Linked DNA regions of Mus musculus: all the other regions are linked to region 2. Evidence: chromatin contacts called from public HiChIP or PLAC-seq and promoter capture Hi-C data. All regions are on one chromosome and are shown on one strand. The core of a region is the stretch at or near the end of the contact, and the rest is flanking DNA. Distances in the headings are between cores, read along the strand shown.

Region 1 (4,123 bases), core at 1,543-4,042, 390 kb before region 2:
AAGGGTATACACTTAAACTCAGTAATGATTGGCTCAACAAAGTAGGGACTCTTATTGCCTGTTAACTTTGGAAGTTTTTAATATTTCAGAGTACCATGGGCTACTCTTTAGTCTCAAAGACTTAACCTTAGACAAAACACAAGGTCATATACAGCACCACTACATAGCACCACTACGCAGCACCACTATATAGCATCACTACACAGCACCACTACATAACATCTCTACACAGCACCACTACACAGCATCACTACACAGCACCACTACACAGCACCACTATACAGCATCACTACACAGCACCTTTCTTTAATATTTGGTAGTAAAACCCATCTGTGCCTTGGGTTTCCTTTGTTAGAAGGCTCACAGCCATGACTCCATTTCTTTACTAGATGCCGGACTTCTCAAGTTTTCTGTTTTTTTTCTAGTAGTGTCTTCCAATACAAGCCCATCCAAGTTGTCAAATCTGTGAGCATAAAATTGTTCATAATAGCCTATTTTGAGTAAGTTCTAGCCATTTACTATTGAGTAGTGTCTACAGGGATGTCTGCCTTTGTGTTTTTATGTTAATTATTTCACCTTTGGTCCTGAGCCAGCTCTTGGGTTGTCTGGTTTTCCATATCATCTTGTCCCAGGGTCATTCGTTCCTTCTCTTTCTTTCCCCCTTCTTGCTTTTGATTTACTTTGCTCGTAATTTTATTTTTTCTTTTCTAAAAGTGAGAGATCCTATTTTATGTAAGTTTTCACATTTTCTAATCTAAGTATTTAATCTATAATTTTCCAACAAGCAGTGGTGTCCTGAAGCCAGCCTATCCTGTGCCATCTCATGAGAATCTGTTCTGTATGTCTCATCCCAGCATAGTGGTTGGTGATATCACACTGGTGCAGGAAACCAGCTCTCCATGGTGAAATCAGTTACCCCACAGGATGGAAACCACTGCTCACCAATGCTGGTTCTCCCTTACAGCTCCTAGCAGCTAGTGACTAAACACTTTGGCTGTACCCTAAAAAAAAAAAAAAAAAACTAGAGGTGTATTTTCATTTCCCTTCATTTAAAAATATTTCTCATTTCCAATTAGACTTCCTCTTTGAGCCTTGAGATAGAAATGTATTGCTTAATTTCCTAATATTTTGAAGAGTCTTCAGATATCTTTCTGCTGCTCATTTCTATTCTATCCCATTATGGTGAGAGACAGTTACTTCAGCTAACTATAATTTGTTAAGCATTACGGCTCAGAATAGACTGTTGGTGAGTTTTCCGTAGGCAGTTGCAGATCACACCACCCGCAGTTTGAGTGACCTGTGCTACAGTACTAATTAGACCAAGCTTTCTAGTGCTGCTCCGACTTGCTACATCCTTGTTGACCTCTGCCTACCACTCCTGACAGTGGGGAGGGCACTGGCAGTTTTCAAATGTTATTGTGGATCTGTCTGTCCCTCTGTCTATCTGTATCTCAGATTCTTTTCCCTTTTGTGTGTTTTGAGTCCTCCTTTGTAAACACATATGCACCTACAATTTCTGTAACTTTTTCTGGACTGGCCTTTTCTTTGCTGTCATGTCTGTACTCCTGTTAACACAGCTTCATGGCTAATAATTTGCCTAAATTTGATGTGGCCACTCCAGTTTTATTGGATAGTGTGTTAATGCTTAACTGTTTCAACTCTTTTTACATTCATTTACTGGTGTGAGTGCATGTGTCCATGTGCACGTGTATACCCCGGCAGGTAAACGTAATAAAGCCAGAAAAGAAGTATATTATTGAAACCAAAGACTAAGTAAATAAACCTCAGGCTGGGCAGAGGTGGCCCACTGCTTTAATCTCAGTACTTAGGAGGCAGAGACAGAGACAAGTGGATTTCTATGAGTTTGAGGCCAGCATGGTCTACAGAGCAAGGTCCAGGACAACCAAAGCTGCACAAAGAAACTCTCTCTTGAGAGAGAGAGAGAGAGAGAGAGAGAGAGAGAGAGAGAGAGAGAGAGAAAGAGAGAGAGAGAGAGAAGGGGGAGGAGGAGGAGGAGGAGGAGGAGGAGGAGGAGAAGAAGAAGAAGAAGAAGAAGAAGAAGAAGAAGAAGAAGAAGAAGAAGAAGAAGAAGAAGAAGAAGAAGAAGAAGAAGAAGAAGAAGACGACAAGGAGGAGGAGGAGGAGGAGGAAGAAGAGGAAGAAGAAAATAAGAGGAAGAGAAAGAAGAGGAAGAGGAAGAAAAGAGAACAAAGCTTCCAGTTACATATAGAAGAGTTATATGACACATGATTGTAGGTATGGTAGGAACTGCTTAAATGACTGTGGTCTTCGCTCTGGGAATGAAGAAGGCAGAAAGCAACTGAATGACATCTTTAATGCATTTAAAGAGCTGTGTGTCAATCTACACCAAAACATTTTCTTAGTAAATGCCAATCTCGCTTTAAGTGGGAAAAACTGAGAAAAGAACTTGAAGTTCTATTTACAGAGGAAAAAAAATAATTCAGGTACAAAAAATACTCTCCCTACTCCCTCCTTCCTGTCCTCTCCTCTTCCCTTGTTATGTAGTTCAGGCTGCCCTCAAACTTGTTATCCTCCTGCCTCTGCCTCAAGAGTACTGAGATTACAGGCGTGCATCATCACACCAAGTCCAAGGCATTTTTAGACGAAAGATAAATGAGAATTTTTGCCATCACACCTGTTTTATAAAAAGTGCTAAAGGAATTTTCTTGAGGCTGAAGGAAAATGCTACCTAAAGATGACACAGTCACAGAGACAAAGAACAGCAGAAGAGGAAGTGCCTGGGCACTGCACTGAGCTCTCTCTCTCAAGACAGTTAAAGTGTGCACTAGCAGTAGAAAGCAGAAGTCAGCACGTCGCCTGGTGAAGTTTTCAGTGTATTGCTAGGACAGAGAGGAGATTGCTCAGTGGTTAGGAACAGTGGGTTCTCTTCCAGATGACCCAGGATTGAGCAGTTCTCAACACCTCCCACATGGCAGCTCACAGCCATCTTTACCTCCAATTCCAAGAGATCCACTGCTCTCCTCTGGGCTCCTTGGCACCAGGCACACACATGGTGCACAGACATGTATATATGCAAACATTCATAAACACAGGATAAAACGAAAGGAAGCAAAGGGTGCTACATGGAGGTAATGCTTTACCATTTAAGTGAGAAAACCATTAATCCTAAGTGGACTATCTACCATAAATCCTGTGGCATTCTCTGAAAAACAGGCAGGAAAGGTTAAAAATGTAATATTAAAATACTTTAACTCTAATGCAGGCAGTGAAGCAGAAAATGAGAATAATAAACAGGCATGATAGAAGACCAGAATTCAAGCATGTTTATAGCTATGTTTTGAATCCAAGCTAATTTGGGAAGTTTCTGCCATTTTTCTTCAAACAAGCATCATGCACACACTTTGCTCTCTTGGGGGGACTTCAGCGACGTGGTTGTCAGACATTTTACCCTACCCCACGGACCACAGAACCACAGTTCATCACTTTCTAATTTATTTCTCCCTGTTTTCATCAGTGTGACTCTTTTCTCCTTGTTCTCTGGCTCCTTTGTCATCTCCATCTCCCGACCAAGTCATCCAGGAGAAATCCCATTCCAGACGCTGTCCTCTTTGCTCTAAACTCCCCGTTTAGTTCTTAGCAGAAGCTCTGCTGAGAGCATCTACCCATTATTTTTACCTCATAGGACACAGTTTAAGAGCTGCTTTTGTTTTGTCTAACAATGCTAGTTACCAAGCCACCTCACGACTGATTTCCGTTAATTGCTTTTTTCTTGAGAATAAGAACCATCTTCCAGATTCTTTTTATAACAAGTAATTTAAATCAGACCCTGAACATTTTGAAAGCTATAGTGAGAGATTCTCAACACCATCAAATTTTCTGGAGAATGTTGATTTTGTTTTTTGTTGTCTGGTCCCATGACCTAGTTCCTCCGAACTATAATACTCTCTCCTGGAGAGAGGAAGGAAGCTCATAAGAACTCAGGAAGTAAATGAAACCTAAAAAGCCCAGAAGTAAAGGAAATCTGCAGTTAGGAGCTCCCGAATGTTACAAGGTTCGTGAGGTCTCTCCCCAAAGCTTAAGAACTTACTGAACAACACTTGGAGAGTGACGACTCTTCAGTTGAGATGCCGACAAGGTGGTC
Region 2 (4,490 bases), core at 441-2,940:
GACTTAAGCGGGCCACAGTCCAGCCCAAGCTGCCAGCTGACGTTGGCAGTGCCATCCGAGTGTCGCTAACTTTAAAGTCATGAAGAAGACACGAGTGAAGCTGTCATGGGATCTTCCTCTGTGGTTTCAGAGAGCTGCTGAGGCTGCTGTAAGGTAGAATAGTCCTGTGTGTAAGCCCTGAAACCCATTGTGTGAAGCCCGGACTGTGTAGGAACCCCATGTTGTTAGGGAGTGGGGTGGGGGTGGGAGGATAGAGAAGAGAACGAGGTACAGAGAGCTGCATCTTGTAGAAGCTGGAGGGGCAGAACAGTCCACGTCTTTCTTTATACCAGAAACAGAACTAGAGAAGTTGGTGTTTTCTTGCTCAGGTTTAGTTATTCCCTCCCTGTGCCCCCATCTCTCCCTTTGGGAATAGTCATGTGTATTCTGCACTGTTATATTTTGGAGCATCGGGATTACAGTTGCTCATGGGCTCTGGGGATTCGAACTCAGGTCCTTCCACTGCATGGCAAGTGCTTTAACTCCATGAGTCATCTCCCCAGCCCTTACCTCAGAACTAGTTACTCAAAACTAGTTACCCCCCCTGCCTTTTCTTCAAATGTCTTGTTTTTATTTCATTTATTTATTTTGTTTAACAGTACTAGGGGTTGAATTTAGGGCCTACCTAGCACATTCCAGGCAAGTGCTCGACCTCTAAGCCACACCCCCAGCCTCCTTTGCCTTTTCTCGGTTCAGATCTCCTTGTTTAGGTCTATTACAAAGACCATGGCTTCAGAAAAGACCTGATTCCTTACAAATGTTGCTTCAAACTGCACCACCTTCCCAGATAGCAACTGGAAGGAAGGACTGTTCAGTCTTATTTGTATCTAATGTTCACCTCTGGACCAGTCAGAAGGAAGGGGATAATGTGATTAGTCAAGCCAGGGCCACCACTGAGCATAATTAATTCAAGGCCAGTCCTAACTGCCTCAACCTCTCCCTCCCCCACACAGAGATCTACTTCACTGGGCTTGGTTGCTCACTTCAGCAGTTGGAAGGCTGAGGCAGGAGGATCACCACATTCATAGTCACATACGTGCTGTGCTAAAAGACCAAATTTATTCAAGAAGAGAGAAAGGCCAGCAAATAGTGCAGTTCCCATTGCCTGCGGAAAACGGAAATCACACTCAACCTTGAGTTTTTTGTCAAAGCATCACTCCCTGAAGCCTTCCTGACCTCAAAGCAGGCCTCCCCTCCCCCCTCGCTCCTAGAAGATGACAGGCGCACCCTAAATCTAGGAACCGGAGTTGACAGACTCTTGGAAAGCGGGAGGTGAGGCACAAACGCGGCTGCTCGACACGTCCCCGCGGGAAGCGTGGCGGAGTTTCGAGTTTTCCAGCCCACGGAAACGTCAGGGGCGCGCAGAGCGGCTGCTGCGGGGCGGAAGTGCATCCCCGGGGCCCGTCTAGGAAACCGGGAGGACCCTGCGCGTCAGTGGTCAAGGGACACAGTGGGTTTCGCGAGGTGCATGGGACATTCCAGCTAGCCGACCGGCCCTGTCCGACCGGGCGAAGATGGGGTGAATGTGGGCGAGAACGGCAGACGGGAAAGCTGAGACGGGCATGGGGGCGTGGGCTCGCTGGCCACCTGTTCCTCCCGCGAGTGCGGCTCGCGCGGATTGGCCGCAGTGCGCCCGGTACCGGAAGTGGCCGGCGTGGGTCGCCCGTGACACCAGACAACAGCTGCGGTTCTGTGCGCGCCGCGGTGCAGCGCCTCGGGCCCGGCGGAGGGAGCGTGGGCGGCATCCGCCAGCGGTGAGGCCTCTCTGGTTCCGTCGTGCCCGGGGGAGGAGGGCGCGGGGCTCCCGGCCTGGAGCTGGAGTTCTGACTGTAGGCCCGCCCCTGACTCGGGTTTGCTGTGTGACCTTGGACTTTATGGCATCGGGGGCTCCTACTCATTTGCACACGGAGAGGGTGGAGCCTGGGCACTGTCAGGGGCCCGATCCTAATTCTGCTTGCAGGCCTTGTCAGCCAGGGAAACTGGAGAAGCAGGCTCCGACACGGGCATGCCAAAGACCTATGCCTATTTTTCTTCTCTCTCTCTCTCTCTCTCATTTCATTCTCTAAGTATACTGCTAGAACGAATAGCAGGCAAAAATTGGGGGCCCCGTGGCATGTTGTGACCTGTGCTGGCAGGCAGGACATTGGCTTACTAAGGTTAAAGAAAGATGATAGAATTGGGACTAAAGAGAAGACACAGTAGTTCTTGCTGCTCTTCCAGAAGACCCTAGTTTGGTTCCCAGAACTCAAATCAGGCGCCTCGTATCATCTGTAACTCATGTGCACACACATCTATAACTCTGTAGCAACACACAACTACACATAGTTAAGAATAATAATAATAATCATAAATGAGACTGAATTGAGCACAGAATTGACAGAGTTCCCTTGATCCTGGATACCAAAGGAGGAAGATAAATAGTGTCTTGGGAGAAAGAACTTTTCTTGTTGTTGCCTTAGTTTGACTTTTTTTTTTTTTTTTGAGATAGGGTCTCCCTACATATCTCTGGCTAGTCTTGAACTCACTAGGTAGATCAGGTTGACTTAAGACTTTCAGAGATCCATCTGCTTCTGTCTTCCATGTGCTGATATTAAAGGTGTGGGTCATCGTGCTCGGCTAAGAACTTATTTTTATAAAACGTTGATACCAGTTATCTGTCAGACACTGCTCTGGTCTCTTTAGGGACAATGGTGAATGGAATCTTCAATTAACCTTTAAAACAACTGCAGACATTCACCCAGATAGCTCAGAAACCTCACTTAATGTTTTCCAGGTATCAGAAATGTGCTAAGCACTGAGGTTAACAAGATGAGTAGAATGTCATCCTTGGTCACATTGTAGAACAGTGGTGCTCAGCCTGTGAGGTGCAACCCCTCTGAGACTTGAATATCCCCTTTACAATATATACACTACCACTCGTAATGGCAAAATTATAATTATGAAGACGCAATGAAAATAATTTTATGGTCGGAGGTCACCACAACGTGTGTACTATGGGGTTGAAGTGGCACTAGGAAGGTTGAGAACCGCTGCCCTAGAGAAAAGCAAATGCATAATGCGGTGGCATGATGTCTGCATGAAGAAGTAACGCTTGTTGGGGCCTGCAGATCAGAAAGAGGATGGAGGGGACTGTCCATATCAGCTGCATCGCGAAGATGTTTGCTAAGTCCAGGAAGTGAGAATGATTTGTTTCCGAAGGCAGAGAAACTTTAAAGAATGGACAGTGTTTGGCCTGCAGGACACTGAGCACACCTGCAGCTGCCGGTTGTTGTTGAAGACTGTGAGGTAGGATGTGGGGAAAGGAAACGGCCACGATTAGGAGAGCTTTGTGAGCCGTAGGAAGTATTCATTCTGAAGGCCTCGAAAAGAGCAACAAACAGGAAGTAACATGGAAACTGTAGTTAAGGAAAGGTGAGAAGGGGGCGAGGGGAAAACTGGCTTCAGAGGACCAAGGACTCCTTCCTGCAGATGTTAGTGAGGACTTCCGGAGGAGGTGGGCCTTGTGCCAGATGAGTAATGGAATTTGGCTAATCCTGGCTCAATAATATGTAGTTTTCATTAGTCACTGCTCGTTAGTAAGGTGTGCTCGTCAGAACTTTCTGAATGAGGTTTCTGAGACTTTTCTCCTCCAGTGCATTGCAAAAACAAGTCCAGGTTTGTAGAGTTAAGGACCTTATTCTAAGCTGTAGAGACCAGGTGGAGGTCTGCCTGTCATCCCCCAACATGAAAACCAACTGTGTTCAGCCTCCTTCCTCAGATGGTAGTCTCCATCTTTAGGGATAGCTCCTTATAGATTAAGAGACGGGAGTCACAAAGATAGGAAATGCTTGGGAATGTGCAGTTAGGCTCTGGGGGCTTTTCTATAGAAAATGAGTGTTCATGTATGGCTTTGTTTCTGAGAACACTAAGTGGAGAGTGGCTCTGATTTCTATGGGAGAGGACACCTAGAAATAACACTCTCATTATGTTACTGGCAGAATTCAAAGTAAATATAATAATGTGGAAGATGTTGTGAATTTGAGTCCCTTCTCTTTGTTAGCTTTGCTTGTTTGTGATAAGGGCTCATTGTAACCCAAGCTAGCCTCACATTTGTATTCGTCCTGCCTTAGCCTCCTGAGTTTTAGGATTACAGACATGGGGTACCACACCCAGCTCCCATATCCAACTTTTATTCTGCCTTGTTTTACTTTGATCAAGTGATTTTCCACATCTTGTACAGGTGTAGATTTTCCAAATGCTGACTTCCTTAAAAACAGAACAAACCCTAGAAGGTTGTGAGCTGGGCGGGACACTGAAGGACTATAATCCAGGTACTCGGGCTGAAGCAGCAGCGTTGCAAGGTGGAGGCCAGCTTTGGAAACTTAGTGGGAGCCTGTGGCACCTAGAATAAGAAATAAACAGCATGTGATGACACTTGCAATTAATCCCAATACTTGGGAGGCAGAGTCAGG
Region 3 (4,792 bases), core at 820-3,319, 270 kb before region 2:
TCCCAGTGGGAGATATCTCTGTAGGGGAGCAACCTCAAGCTGCAGGGGTGAGATTTTGCACACATTGGTCCATCATTAATAAACACTAGTGCTTGGACCACAGAAAAGCTTTGTCATTCCTCTGATCCTCACTGAGGAAGGTTTTGCCATTGCCATGGGTCTGAAGTACATAGGCTGTGCCCATGTTGACAATACCCATTCATTCCAGACGGCCTCCATTCCCCACACAAATATATAAGCAAGCTAAGTAAAACAACATACTATGCTCCCCTCTATTTAAGCAAAGAAGTTAGGCTTAGCCCTTTGTCCTCCCCTCAGATAATACTGATAATATTGGAGATTGTAGAAAAGGATTATTATTGTTCTAATCTATCCCTATGGTTCTAAGAAGGTTAGCCACTTATCACGAAATAAATTGTGTCTCAATTTTTTCTTTGTATATATATTGATGTCCTGACCCCCATTGCCTCAGAATATAACTACATGGAAATCAGTGCTTCAAATGTGACTAAACTAAAAACGAGTTTCTTAGGACAGCTGTTAATCTAATCTGGGTGAACTCAGATATAGCTGGGGAAAATTCGTGTGAAAACACATGGAAAAAGTCATCTTCAGTGCAGTAAAGAGGTCTCTGGGGAAGCCAACCCTGCCAATTCCTTGATTGAGGATTTCCAGCCCCTAGAAACGACTGGAAAACGACTTTCCATGCTGACACCACCCAACCCACAGTATACATAGCTATAACAGAACTAAACAAAGACACTTAATGATCAGAGTTTTAATCATCATTAGACCCAAGAAAAGTCCTCAGCCCAAAGCTGTTGCAGTTATTATTTAATTTCTGTCATAATACAATGTTTACATTTTATACCTTGGTAAAATTTATATGTCTAATCTTGGCATTCTTTTGTTCCTTGGTCTTACGACACCACAGTGGCCCTGTATAAGTTAACTTTTCTAAGAGATGGTGTTTTAGTACTTCATTCTTTTATTTATTCACATAATTCTTCGTTCACTAATTAGTATAAGCCCCAGTATAGGGCAGTGATAACACCACCAATCTAACTCTATTGCTGTATCTTATTCTCCCCCAGGGTCATACCATATGCAGCTCCCAGTCTTATATGTCATGTAATTGCCTGAGGGTATTGTAAGAAGAGGCTCTTAGCCTGGTCTGCTGCCAACTCCTCTAGCCCCCTGAATCTTGTTTACCTTTTTAAGTTTACTTTGTTCTAATTATCTTGTTCCTAAATACAGGGACAGATCAAGAGTATCTTGGAGTCAGAGCTTCATAGAGACCTCTAGCATCTTTATTTGAGTCACAACATCCAGGGTGTAAGGAAGACCTTCAAGTAGGCTAGAGAAGGCTATCTCCCTAAAAGCGGGAGGGGTAGTATGCTCAGGACTTTCTTGAGAAAGCTTAGAAGTGGTACCTCTGGGAGAAGGCAAAAATGACTCCTAAGAGATTTCCATCAATCCAATATCCCCAAGCTGTACAAATATTAAAAGCCTCCCAAAACATGGAACCTGTGGAGATCAAGATCAAAAGTGGACGACCACACAACCGCGATTGTATCACTTGGCTCAGCTTCGGGGAATCTTTGTCAAGCAGCTGTGTTGGCTTTATGACTTTTGCTGTTTCCATTAGACATGGCTGTGCCAGGCTAGTGATGACTGTCAATGACAATACACACGGTGTCACACTCCCTTGTTCAGGTTCCTGCCTTTCTAGCCTCCCCTGAAATTAATAGCTACTAAGTCTAAGGAGCTAGGTCATCTTGGGGAGATAAGGAAGGAGACCAGCAGTTGAGGAGTTCTTGTCCTTAGGGACCTTGTTTCTGGCATTGGACCCAAGATGAGTCCTAGTTGTGGGTCACTCTGTACCTCATTGCTTAAGCTCTGTGGGTGCCCAGTGCCTCGCCTCACCCCTGCTGCGCTGGCCCCTTCTCTTGGAAAATGACACCCACTCCTTCATGCTTGGACTCTCTCCCAGAACCATCTTGAGTCTTGCCTGTGTTGTAGCCAAGCGTGTCTCTTCCTAGTATCAGTTCAGGGGGACAGTGAGCTCTACTTCCTCTGGCTCCAAAACTCTCAGTTATAAAAGGAAAGAAGACATACTAAGAGGCCATGTGTTCAGGGTTTCCCCTGAAAACCTGAATTTGGATCTTCTTTACCATCTGAGGGTTGCTCCTAGCATTTTGGAAGCTGAGACAAGAAGATCTGGAGTTTAAGGCCAGACTGGGTTACATAGCCAGACTCTGGCACCGGATTCAATCCCAACACCAATACATACATAAATAAGAAAGTTCACATGCCTTCCCTACAGAAAGCCCTTACAAGGCCCAACGTGATCTACAAAGTCCAACACTTACTGGCCTCTCTGACATCATCTTGGGCCTTTCTTCCTTTTTTGATAGAAATCAAAGTATCCCAGTTTCTTCAACGGTCAGTAACTTTTGGTTCCTTATTGCGTTCTGACGGAGTCGGCTTGTTCCTTCAAACCAGAGTGTGTGGTCTGCCTCCGTCTCATCCTGTGACTTCCCCCTCCAGAGTTCCCCTCTTGGAGCAGAGCTGACAGATTTTTGTGGTCAAGGGCACAGACTGTCTGAGTATGAATCCAGGGCACTTCTAGTTTTTTTTTAAAATATTTTTATTAGGTATTTTCCTCATTTACTCTAGTTTCTTTATTGGAAAAAAAGATGATGATGATGATGATAATTCCAATATCCCGATTATGAAAACTATAGGAGTTAATGTACTCTGGATGGAACCTGGCATGCAGGATCACCATTATTATGTTAGTTGTAGAAAATATTTCATCTCAATCAGGGGCTTCTCCCCTGCCTTTGATCATTCAGTTCCCTGACAAAAGACATACAACTTTTATATTTGTAATAAGCCTTAATCAGCACTAGAGCTGGGCAGATATCTACCGTCTATGCTATTAGAGTTTATTTCCCCATCATTAACCCCATTTAATATTTGCCATGTTCCATCTGGGCAGCTCTTAACTCCAATTGGCCAGCCCATGTGGACATGTTTTTATGACTCACTCACCCCATGGCAGCTTCCTTCTCCCTCCCCCTTCTCTCTTCTCAAGGTCACCCTCAGGCCCAGGAACCCAAGAATCCCACCTATCTCTCTTCTGTCCCACTCATGACTGTAGGTATCTTCATTCACCAATCAGTGATAACTTGGGGGTGGGGGGCAAGGTTACATGGCATTACTTGGGTTGTAACTTGGATAGGTGCAGACTCTCTCTTCCCTGGGGACACCCAGGCTTGGGGGCCAGTATTTAGCATTACAATACACGCGAAGACCAAAACTCAACGAGTTGTTATTGTTATTACATCTTGTGGGCATATTACAAGTATCTGTAAGGCCCAGGACAGCAGCATAAATGGATGCCTGAATGTAAGAGGTGGTTCCCAGCCCTGCCCACATTCACACACTTTGCCTGCTTTCCTGGGATTTTCCTCACGTATCAGAGGCTGAAGGAGCCAATCTCATCCCTAGATCAAGACTGATACCTTTGCCCACAGGTAGCCTAGATCTGCAGAGGCAGAGTGGATGGAAGTTGGCTCTGGACCCAGATTCCTATATAGTTGTCCACACAAACACACACACACACACACACACACACACACACACACACACCTGCAGTCCCTCAGATTCACACCCACTTCAACTCACACATTTCTCTCCCATAATCCCCGCTGGCGTTGTTGGTTGTGGGACCTTCGTGGAAAGTTTGGGTATGATGATCTTTGTGGTTTTGGCGTTTGCTGCTGTTTTATAGCCTGAGTGTATCACCTGGGAGCCTGACAGATGTTCAGACTGTACCATATCAACTCTACAGAATGAGAGTCTGACTGGACTCCCCATAGGATGGGGCGTCCTCAGAAGCAGTGTCACTCACCCAGCAGTGATCAAACTCACTCCATGAGTTCACAGATGTATCTACCCAGTGTCTGGAAAACACTTGGGTCCTAGAAATTTTCCACAGCCTCTGGCTCTTACAGTCTTGGTGCATCAACATAGACTCCAGTGCCTTGAGAGGAGGTGTGTGATACAGATGTCCCATTTAGAGCTGAGCCTTCCAAAGTCTCATATTCTCTACAAGCGGTCCCTCGTGTGTGTGTGTCTGTCTGTCTGTCTGTCATCAGAGGACAATCTTGGGTGTTTTCTTGTTTAAAGGAGCTCTATCAGACTGTCTTGTGAATTCCTGGAGACTCCTCTGTTTCCACCTGTAGATGTATAAGGATTACAGACAGGTGTGCTGTGATCACAGATGTATGCTACTACATCCAGCTTTATATGGGCTCTTCAGATCCAAACCCCAGTCCTCACATTGTGGCAGGCGCCTTGTATCCATTTAGTCCTCCCCCCAGAACCAAGTCTGATGATTCATCGATCACTTTTTAACAATTGATGATTTGGGGTTTGATGATTTGGGATTTTTATTATTTTATGTGTGTGCGATGGGTATGTTTGTGTGTGAGGGTGTACATGTATGTACATGCTGCATGTGTAGAAGGCAGAGTATAACTTACAAGTAGGTTCTCTCCTTCTACCATGGATTCCAGGTATCGAACTCGAGGTCTTTGTGTGGCAAGCACTTTTTTTTTAAAGTCTTATTTATTTTATTTATTATATGTAAGTACACTGTAGCTGGCTTCAGACACTCCCTCCAAAAGAGGGCGCCAGATCTCCTTTCAGATGGTTGTGAGCCACCATGTGGTTGCTGGGATTTGAACTCAGGACCTTTGGAAGAGTAGTCAGTGCTCTTAAC

The links. Promoter capture Hi-C pulls out the DNA fragments that hold promoters and counts their contacts. HiChIP or PLAC-seq counts read pairs in DNA pulled down with a chosen protein or histone mark.
Region 1: a contact with region 2 is called in a promoter capture Hi-C map of the HPC-7 cell line. The contact joins the enhancer-like site here to the promoter of Zfp3 in region 2. A contact is called at or near these places in 13 of 39 promoter capture datasets (the HPC-7 cell line, cranial neural crest, embryonic stem cells and 9 more), 2 of 115 datasets of contacts at active chromatin or transcription factors (bone marrow-derived macrophages and embryonic basal ganglia) and 3 of 9 other capture datasets (adipose tissue, embryonic stem cells and liver).
Region 3: an H3K4me3 HiChIP or PLAC-seq map of bone marrow-derived macrophages shows a contact between it and region 2, with 3 times the contacts expected there. The contact joins the enhancer-like site here to the promoter of Zfp3 in region 2. A contact is called at or near these places in 21 of 39 promoter capture datasets (the 3T3-L1 cell line, 3T3-L1-derived adipocytes, the C10 cell line and 14 more), 5 of 115 datasets of contacts at active chromatin or transcription factors (bone marrow-derived macrophages, embryonic basal ganglia, embryonic forebrain and 2 more) and 2 of 9 other capture datasets (adipose tissue and liver).

The regions. Positions count from the first base shown.
Region 1 is chr11:70,371,694-70,375,816 of GRCm38.p6, forward strand. It overlaps a transcript of Alox15 not described here. Among named protein-coding and RNA genes, the nearest start is that of Alox15, 22 kb to the left of the region's middle. Within about 2 kb of position 2,793, at least 61 of the 459 cell types and tissues checked have an H3K27ac peak or open chromatin away from gene starts, as enhancers often do. A contact at or near this core is called in the HPC-7 cell line, adipose tissue, bone marrow-derived macrophages and 1 more, where this site is marked.
Region 2 is chr11:70,762,757-70,767,246 of GRCm38.p6, forward strand. Zfp3 (zinc finger protein 3) reads left to right here and starts at 1,691. Exons shown (of 2, transcript NM_177565.3): 1 at 1,691-1,793.
Region 3 is chr11:70,487,387-70,492,178 of GRCm38.p6, forward strand. No RefSeq gene overlaps it. Among named protein-coding and RNA genes, the nearest start is that of Tm4sf5, 15 kb to the right of the region's middle. Within about 2 kb of position 2,070, at least 50 of the 459 cell types and tissues checked have an H3K27ac peak or open chromatin away from gene starts, as enhancers often do. A contact at or near this core is called in adipose tissue, bone marrow-derived macrophages and microglia, where this site is marked.